2 separate regions of the Mus musculus genome follow, and region 2 is linked to region 1. The links are chromatin contacts, called in public HiChIP or PLAC-seq maps. All regions are on one chromosome and are shown on one strand. The core of a region is the stretch at or near the end of the contact, and the rest is flanking DNA. Distances in the headings are between cores, read along the strand shown. Region 1 has its middle 53 kb from the start of H2al2a. Region 2 holds the start of A930004D18Rik (RIKEN cDNA A930004D18 gene).

Region 1 (4,698 bases), core at 1,680-4,179:
TAAGGCTTTGGATGTGTGGTGGCATGAAATGCATGATGGGAGTTACTAGTCCTGTCAGGTTAATGGTATCATCACAGTGAAGCAAAGGGCAGACTTCCTGTAGAACTTACATGGGGAATGTATGCTCGTGAAGATGTCATGAACCCTAGTTCGCAAGCCTCCCTTTTTGTCCCAAGTCTTCTGGCGGAGAGTTTCTGGCTGCCTTGCAGCTTTTGATTTAGTATTTTAGTAGGCACACGCTTACAGTCTCTGAGACAGGAAATAGATGTGGGGGAGGTAAAATATGTCTTTTTTTTTTTTTATTCTCCTAGTTTGGCTTTAGTTAGAATTCTTTCAGTCTGGCACAGAGTAGGTGGAAAGTTCTAGCAGGTAGCTAGCACGGGGTGATTTCTGTCTAAGTACTCACCAGAGAGAAAAGCTGACGAGAAGGCCAGGCATCCTGTGCACTATAAGTGAACAATGTCTTCTTGGTCTGAAGCTGTTCTCAGTCTCCACACTTTTCCACATATGATCCAACAATGTCTCCCTGGTGTGAAGTCTGCCTTGGTCTCTGTGCTTGTGCGTAGTGGATGCATCTGGACTAAGCTATAATCCACATTTTCTCCTTTCAGTTGGCTGGCTTTGTTGCCTGGGTTACTCAAGCCACTTTTCTTCCTAGTAGGCTTTCTGCTCAGTTAGAGTCTTCTATGCCATACTCTCTCCTTCATGAAACTGGTTTTTGTTTTGTTTTGTTTTGCAACACAATTTTGCTGTGTAGCACAGGCTGGCTTTGAACTTGTGGTAGTGCCCCAGTCTCCCTCTGAGTGCTGAGGTTAGAGGCACACATCCTCATGTGTGGCTTCAAGAAGCCTTTTCATGACTTCAGTGAACACTGAAATACTTCCCTTCTAGGGTGAGGAGGGCAAGGATCTAGAAGGGAAGTTACTGCAGTTCTGAGAACCAAGCTATCCATAGTTTGGGAATTGTCCCAGTTTAATCAAACTGGGAGCTCTACAAACTCTAATGGACTGGCCAACAGAAATGCCCACAGTAAATAAGGCAGGTGTATCCCTGTGCTCACTGGACTGAGCATCTTGGAGATTTTGGTGTAATAATATCCATTCAATTCTCTCTTCATCCCTTCTTTCTTCCCTCCCTTCAAACATCTCTTTCTTCCAAACGGGGTCTCATTGTCTCACACTGTAGCCCAGGCTATCTTGGAACACTCATCCATCTCCCTATCTCACTCACACTGTAGCCCAGGCTATCTTGGAACACTCATCCATCTCCCTATCTCACTTTCCTGAGTGTTAGGATTAGATATGAGTCACCACATCCAGCTTTGACAGTTAAAAGAAGCCAGAGAATTGGTTGTTTGTTTGAATAGTCTATCTATCTATCTATCTATCTATCTATCTATCTATCTATCTATCTATTTACCTACCTGTTTATTTTTTCTGCTTTAAGGTTCTCTGGGAAGCCCTGGGTGTCCTAAAACTCAGTGTGTTTGTATTACACTAGCATCAACAACTTATATAATGTTAATCAAAACAGTCATTAAAAAGACAAACTGACTTTAATGGGTTAATAGAACAAGAAGGATAGACCCAATTATATAACAATATTTAATAAGTGATGATGAAAGACATCTAAATGATTTAAGTCTAAACTTATTTAATACTGCTATTAAAACCAGTTAATAATTTCAGAAAAATTCTAGACAATATAAAACAAAATCCAGATGTAACAGTATAATAAAAAAATTAATGTAAAAGTAGAACAAAGTGAACTTGTTTTATATCTTTATCTGATTTTAATACAAGAAAATGATTTAATCATAAAGGCATTAACAAGAGCTGATGGATCTAGCTCAGTGGTAGAATGCAATACTAGAATGGGGAAAGCAGGAGGAGACCAGAGAGGTAAAATGTCAGATTTAGACTACAGCTCAAAGACCCGGGAGGGTGTTGGGGGGGAGGGGGGGAGTGGCAGGGAGGGGGGGGCAGGGAGGAATAAAAGTCAAAATCAAGAAATCAGGATGGTTTAGTATTCTTCAAATTTTTTTTCTCTTTTGGTTTTGAGACATAGCTTGTTTGTGTAGCCCTGGCTGTCCTGGAACCAGCTCTGCAGACCAGCCTGGCCTCAAACTCACAGAGATCCTCCTGCCTTTCTGCTGAGTACTGTGATCAAAGGTGTGTAAGACACTCCCGGCCTCATTTTATGGTCTTTGTACTGGGATTGAGCCTAAGGCCTTATCTATGCTTTCGTGTGTGGCGTGGGACAGTCTACACGTGATTATGGATGTCTGTGGAGAACAGAGGCGTGTGGTCCGCTGGAGCTGACATGCATGGTCCAAGGTGAACCCGAGTCCTCTGCAGGAGCAGCACACACTTCAAACCACCGATCTTTACTTTCTAGAGAGTATAATCGTTATCTCCTCTTCATTTAAAAAAGGGTGGCGCATGCCTTTAATCCCAGCACTCGGGAGGCAGAGGCAGGCAGATTTCTGAGTTCGAGGCCAGCCTGGTCTACAGAGTGAGTTCCAGGACAGCCAGGGCTATACAGAGAAACCCTGTCTCGAACACCACCCCACCCCCAAAAAAGTTTCTTCCTAGATTCTTTTGACATCATTTCCCAAAGCCCTAAGATTCTAATACTGTTGCTTTGGGGTTTAAGATTTTAACATAAGAATTTGAGAGGAACATGAATATTCAGGCCACAGCAGAACTCATAAAGGGTAGGTAGCATTAAGGTCAAATCCTGGTCATATGTAAAATAGAATGAAACTGTGCAATTGTTCCTTTTAGGGTATGTGACAGGCACTCATGGTTTGGATCTTAAATGTTTTTTTAAAGCCTCATATCCTAGAAGCTAGCTCAAGGGCCTGTGCTACCACTGGGGTGTGGAACCTTTAGGAAGTGGGGCCCAGTAGAAGGAACTACGCCATGGGGGCGGGGCCTGGTACTGAAAGTTGACGTCAAGGGATCAATCTCTCCCTCTTTGCTTCCACAAGGTGAGCATCTTTACACTGGTTGTCCTGACTTTTGCCTAGACACAGGATTAGAAATAATGGGCCCAAGAGAACATGGACTGAAATCTCTCAGTATGCATTTTATTTCCTAAAGATTTTTGTCATTGTTTGAAGACTGACAAACACAAAAAGCAAAACGTGGGCTGGAAAGATGGCTCAGAGGTTGAGAACACTGACTGTTCTTCTCTAGGTCCTAAGTTCAATTCCCAGCAATTACATGATAGCTTATGACCATTTATAATGAGGTCTGGCGCCCTCTTCTGGCATGTAGGCACATATGCAGACAGAACACTGTACATAATAAATAAGCAAATCTTTCATTGTTTGTTTGTTTTTGGTTTTTGTTTTTCGAGACAGAGTTTCACTGTGTAGCCCTGGCTGTCCTGGAACTCACTCTGTAGACCAGGCTGGCCTCGAATTCAGAAATTCGCCTGCCTCTGCCTCCCAAGTGCTGGGATTAAAGGTGTGTGCCACCACTGCCCGGCATCCTGCACACTCTTTATACTTTTTTTCTAGTGCAGTGTATGCTCCGCTCAAACTCCCAAGTTGAAATCTTAACCCCCAAGGTGATAGCGTTAGAGGGTAGGCCTTCAGGAGGTGGTTACATCATTGGGTGGAACCCTCACAAATGGTGTTGTGCCTTATAAGTTATGCCCCAGAGAGCAGCATCATTCTTTACCATTACATAAGGACACGGCAAAGAGACACATCCCAGGGACCGACCAGGAAGTGTGCTCTCACCTAATGCCGGATCTCAGAATTCCCGGTCTCCAGCGTAATTAGTTTCTATTGGATGTGCTGTGTTTATAAAAGGATAAAGAGAGAGAGTATGTTTTGGTGGAGGTGGAGTCAGGTGTGGGGGAAGGGGAGTATCTCTGCAGGCCGGGGGAGGGGAAATGAGGAGAGAGGGGGAGGGGAATGAGGAGAGAGGGGGAGGGGGATGAGGAGAGAGGGGGAGGGGAATGAGGAGAGAGGGGGAGAGGGATGAGGAGAGAGTGGGAGGGGAATGAGGAGAGAGGGGGAGAGGAATGAGGAGAGGGGGGAAGGGACGAGAGGACAGAGCAGGAGCAAGAAGGCAAGAGCAAGAGAGCAGAGGGGGCAAGCAGCCCCTTTTATAGTGGGTCAGGCTGTTGCCAGATAACTGTGGGGCAGAGCTTAGACAAAATGCTAACAGGATGTAGGATGCCCTGCCTATGATATTATGGAAGCCTGACTAGACTGACACACCTTCTGTGCCTAGAAGCTCTGGTGACCCCCACCCCAGCTGTAGTAGGAGTCAGGTACATACCTTTCAGAATGATGTCTTCATTGATATTGTCCTTATTTGAGAGGCACAGTCATTTTAAGGGTAGCGTATCAAAACATTGCTGTTTTAGAAGGGTTGGAGATTTAACACTTCAGAACACCCGTTTTTCTTATATTTTTGGTTGTGAACCTAGCCTTTAACTACTGAGCCATTAACTCTCCAGTCCAAGACTTGCTTTTTTTTTTCTTACAAAAAATAAGAAAAGATTTCAAACTATAGTCAATATCCCCTAGCCCAATGTTCATTGCTTTTAGAGACTAAGAAATCAAATAGATTAAAGTTCTGTGCTGTTACATCTTTTTATCTGCCACCCAAAGGCCTCCTTCACTTCTGGAGTTGCCACCCCACAACCCTCCAAAGCACGGGTCACTCTGTGACTTTA
Region 2 (4,331 bases), core at 1,571-4,070, 95 kb before region 1:
GGGCCAAGCCTGCCCGCTTTGGCTCCGTGGTTCCCATCCCTTGGAACTTCTCTCAGTGCATCTGCAAGTGGAATGATGACCTGGAAACGGGAAACGTGAGACAGTGACCTGGAAAACCACCCTGGGCTGGGAGGTTGGAGTGCAGCAATGCAAACAAAGCTGCTCCTGGGGAAGAGGGAAACAGAGGTGCTCCGCGCATAGGTCACAGGAAAGTGCAACAAGCTTGTTTTCCCTGGTGTTTAAAATGCAGCCCCAGTTGTAAAGTGTGTGAAATTACGCACTGGTCTCTTAAAGAGTGCCTAATTTATAGTAAATAGCAAGGTCTTTGTAAATGGCTTTATTATGTTGTTTCTTGTTAATTGTTGAGAAAAGCCCCATTGTTGAGTGTGAAAGCCTTTATGAGCTAACCTGGGCCTCGGCGCAATCAGAGGGCAGTAAATGGCCGCTCGACCTCCAAAGCCTCACGCGAGGGCCAAGAGGACTGCGGGGACTTCTCGAGGCGCTTCCTTGGCTAGGAAAGAAAGTGACAAGACTACCCAGCTTTTAATTAATGAGAGAGTGTGTTTTGAACTCGCGAGCACCCGAGAGCAGCTGGCTGAGTGCGACCGGGGGAACGTGGCTAGCCAGGGCTAGCCAGGGCGGCTGGAAGGCCGAGTCCGGGCCTGGGCTCCCCTCCCTAGTCACAGCCCGCAGGGGGTCGCGCCTCGCCCGGCGGCGAGCGAGCTCCGGGCGGGCGCTGATTGGAGCCTCGCTGGAAGGCCTTGGATCCCGGCTTTGTCTCTAGTTCTTCTCCAGCCGCGGGAAGCGCGAGCGCCGGCCCGTTCCGCCTCGGTGGCAGACCCTCTCCGAAATGCCTGCCCAGCCGGGGAACTGGAGGGTCTTCAGGCTGAGCAGGCTCCGGGGACGGCTCCAGGCCCCTACTTGGGCCTCCTTGTCTTTTGTTTAAAGAGCTCTCTCCTTCCCTCCCTCTTTTTCTCTCTTATGAGCGGTGACACACACAGTCTCTTCATTAGAAACCTGCAAGGGATTCAGAAAATGAGAGAAATGAGGGAGAAGTTTGGTTCTATTTGTTTAACATGGAAAAATAATTTCTTTAATCTAAGATGAAATGTTCCTATCTCATTTTTCGGTCACCTCCCAGTCCCCGTCCAGCCAGTTAGGACCAAGGACCTGAATGGCCAAAACCAGGCAGGCGCTGGATTCATTTCTAGAACTTTTGAGGACAGAATTCCACGGGTCCTCCTGGCCCTGAGAGGGCTGAGGGGCAGGCAGACAGTGCCTCCTCCAGGGCTGGGTCCCGCGGCCTTTCCAGGGTCTTAGGACCTGGTGGGTCCAAGGGAAAAGCAGCCTGACGCCTGCCTTGCAACCTTTCCCTCTGACACTGCAGCTAGAAAAAAGCAGATTTCTTCTTGAGCCTCCACTGGTGTCAGAAAACCTGGCTTGGGTGGACTGTGAGGGTTTGGACATTAGCTGATGCAAATCACAGGGAAATGTTAATTCCAGTGAGGGAGAAACCCTGTGTTTAGCTATCTTCCTTTCCCTTCTTAGATGGCCCTGCTTCCTTCCGCACTCTCGCTCTCACCAAATTAGCTAGTCCATGAAATCCCCCTGGGTTTAGAGCACTTGTTTCGCGGATTGGCGTACAACCCATATTAACTATGCACTTTCTGCTATTCCTCTTGTGACTGTCCCTGATTCTTCCTTCTTTGCGGAGAGTATGATGCATTTTATTTTAGTCAATCGATGCGCACAAATACTGGGATAACACAACCCACACATCTGCGGTGGAGGCTGCTTTCAAAATTGAGTTTAGGGATCAATACTAAGTCGGAATGCTCCAAATTGCATGAATTCACCAAATTCAAGCCTTGGGCTCCCAAGCCCTTTTCCTGAGTAATTAACACACTCACAGGTTATAGCTGTGCATCTACACTTCCTGCCTCTCTCAAAACAGGATGCTTTCCTCCTGTGTATTTGGCTTTACCTAAAGATCACTTGGTTGCTTTGAAAAACACGACCCCCAAATTAGTGGAGCCAAACCCTGTCACCACCCTTCATGCTGATCTCCTCACCTTATTTTTCTAAGACCTAACAGTAGCACTTAGAAGTGGGCTAGTGGATGCTCCACAAACCTTTGCCCAACTTAATATTTCACTCGTGAGGGAGCAGCCAACACTTGGCTCCCAGGATTTCTAGATCTGTGTGATATTAGAGTTACAATACATGCCAAGCAATACTTTGTTGGATGATGGTTGGTTGGTTTTTATGGCCTGGATCTTAGCCACATAGACTGGTGTCTAACTAGGGGAGATGGACAGCAGTTGTCCTCTGTTGCAAAGGACAGTGAGTTTGACCAGAGACATGATTGGCTTCTGAACAAGAATTAGAAGAGCTTGCAGCCCATTAAGACTCTCTCTCTCTCTCTCTCTCTCTCTCTCTGTGTGTGTGTGTGTGTGTGTACAAACAGGTAGTCTGAAAGAAGTCCCTAAGAAAAACCACCAAAGAAACTAGGTTTATAGTGCATTAGAATATCCCAGTTTTGAAGCTCATGTCTGAGTCTTCCTTCAGGTTAGGTGTCTGGAAGAAGACAAAAGACTCTTGTTCTGTCCCGGGAGGAACTGGGAGTCAAGAAAAGCTTTGAGGTTCTCCAGAAGGAGCCACTCTTCTAATCAGGGCTATCAATATGTCTGTGTTTAACCCTATTGGATAAAGACTTAGTCAGTAGACTTAGACCCTAAAATAGTAGCAGCTTAGCAAGGAGCTCACAGATCTGTCAAAGCCTTCCCAGGCCGGAAGCTGGGGAGGAAGAGAGAGGGAAACGCCATTTGTGTGGCTACCATCCTCTTGACTAAGATGACAAACCAACCATTTCAACAGAACTCTCTTGGAAAGTTACTGAAGAAGCATTCAGAGACACTGGAAGGCTGGAAGAGAATTTCCATCCTTAGTGCTTGCCTCCTTTGGGTTAGCTCCAGGAAAAAACACAATGCTGTGGTAAGTGATGGTCTGTGGTGAGGCACAGAGGGACTGTGCCAAACTTAGCAGCCACCTTGCCCCTCTCCTGTGAAAGTTGGATGTCACACAAATGCATAGGCTACAGCTTGCTCAGGGGCTGAAAGGGCAAACTCCTCAATCTCTGAAACACCCTGGAAGGGCCTGGACTCCTGGATCTGCCAGGAAGAAAAGCATGACTCACACTCATCCTCCTCAAGTTCCCTGTTTTCCCTCCTTGCAGATGAATACCCTGATCCCCTGATCATCAGCAGGGAAAATGTCAAAGGGTAGTTTGCTTCCTCTGCGTTGGGTCCAAAGATGCAGTCCCAAGGAAGGCTAAGCTTTCAGATTTTTTCATCACTACACCTATTTGAATTAAAAACTGTATGTTATAGTAGAAATTGCCATAGACAGGCTTATTCACCCTTTTCCTGTCTGTCTTCCCTTTTTTCTTTTTCCACCCTCTTAGCTCCCCCCATTCTTCCCCCTACCTAACCCTCACACTCAGGTGGAAGCCTTTCTCCTGGAGTGGAAAGAAAGGAAGAGCTAGACTTACAGCAGAGTTGAGAGAGGCAGTATGGAAGCTGTGGTCACTACTGCACTTTCTTGCTGGGATGAAGGGTCAGAGCATCCCAACCTCTTGGCCCTCAAATGCTGAGATGCTCTGCTTTGAGTGTGGCAAATAGCATGTACACCACACCCAAAGAGCTCCATTCCATACACACCCATGCACACGGCTATGGGTCCGACACAGAGTGCATTGCCAGATGCAAATGTACAGAGGTGCTTTTAATTTTGTTCCAAGTGTTACACATCATGTGGCAAATTGGCCTTCAGAAAGCCAATTTTATTTTTTTCTGTTAATAATAAAAGACTTCTTAAACAAGCTTAAAGTATGTGATTGAGAATTAAGAGTGTACATCTTTATGGCTCAAGTGTTTCTTATCTGATTTTAAAAAGAAGACTAATACACTTTTTTTTAAATAAGGAAGGTTTTTTTGTTTTTTGTTTTTTTTAATGGAAGAGTTTGGTTAACGTTAGAACTGTCCAGTGGTTCTGCTGTTCACATGCGTTTAAGAAAATAATAAGAACATTTAAATCCTTTAAAAATCCTTTTACATTTTTAATGGATTGTGAATTTTAAAAAGTAAGCTAGGAAATTAGTCATATACTCTTACCATCTTCTTGATAAAAATTATCTATGAAATGTCCACTTTACCTAAACTATCAGCATTTCATATTATCTTAAACATTTCAACCTGTGTTTGTAGTTGTAATATGAGATTATAGTAAAATACAACGGAAGCATAACTCATTTTGTGAAACTTACATGGGGA

Evidence for each region. HiChIP or PLAC-seq counts read pairs in DNA pulled down with a chosen protein or histone mark.
Region 2: an H3K27ac HiChIP or PLAC-seq map of embryonic stem cells shows a contact between it and region 1, with 10 read pairs. The contact joins the promoter of A930004D18Rik here to the enhancer-like site in region 1. A contact is called at or near these places in 3 of 39 promoter capture datasets (all in embryonic stem cells), 3 of 15 datasets of contacts at CTCF or cohesin (the G1E-ER4 cell line, the NIH/3T3 cell line and embryonic stem cells), 66 of 484 Hi-C or Micro-C datasets (B cells, the C10 cell line, the C2C12 cell line and 21 more), 21 of 115 datasets of contacts at active chromatin or transcription factors (CD8 T cells, bone marrow-derived dendritic cells, bone marrow-derived macrophages and 5 more) and 2 of 9 other capture datasets (adipose tissue and embryonic stem cells).

The regions. Positions count from the first base shown.
Region 1 is chr2:17,941,277-17,945,974 of GRCm38.p6, reverse strand. No RefSeq gene overlaps it. Among named protein-coding and RNA genes, the nearest start is that of H2al2a, 53 kb to the left of the region's middle. Within about 2 kb of position 2,929, at least 12 of the 459 cell types and tissues checked have an H3K27ac peak or open chromatin away from gene starts, as enhancers often do. A contact at or near this core is called in differentiating embryonic stem cells, embryonic stem cells and trophoblast stem cells, where this site is marked.
Region 2 is chr2:18,036,230-18,040,560 of GRCm38.p6, reverse strand. It overlaps A930004D18Rik (RIKEN cDNA A930004D18 gene), which reads left to right and starts at 2,820. Exons shown (of 2, transcript NR_028376.1): 1 at 2,820-2,994.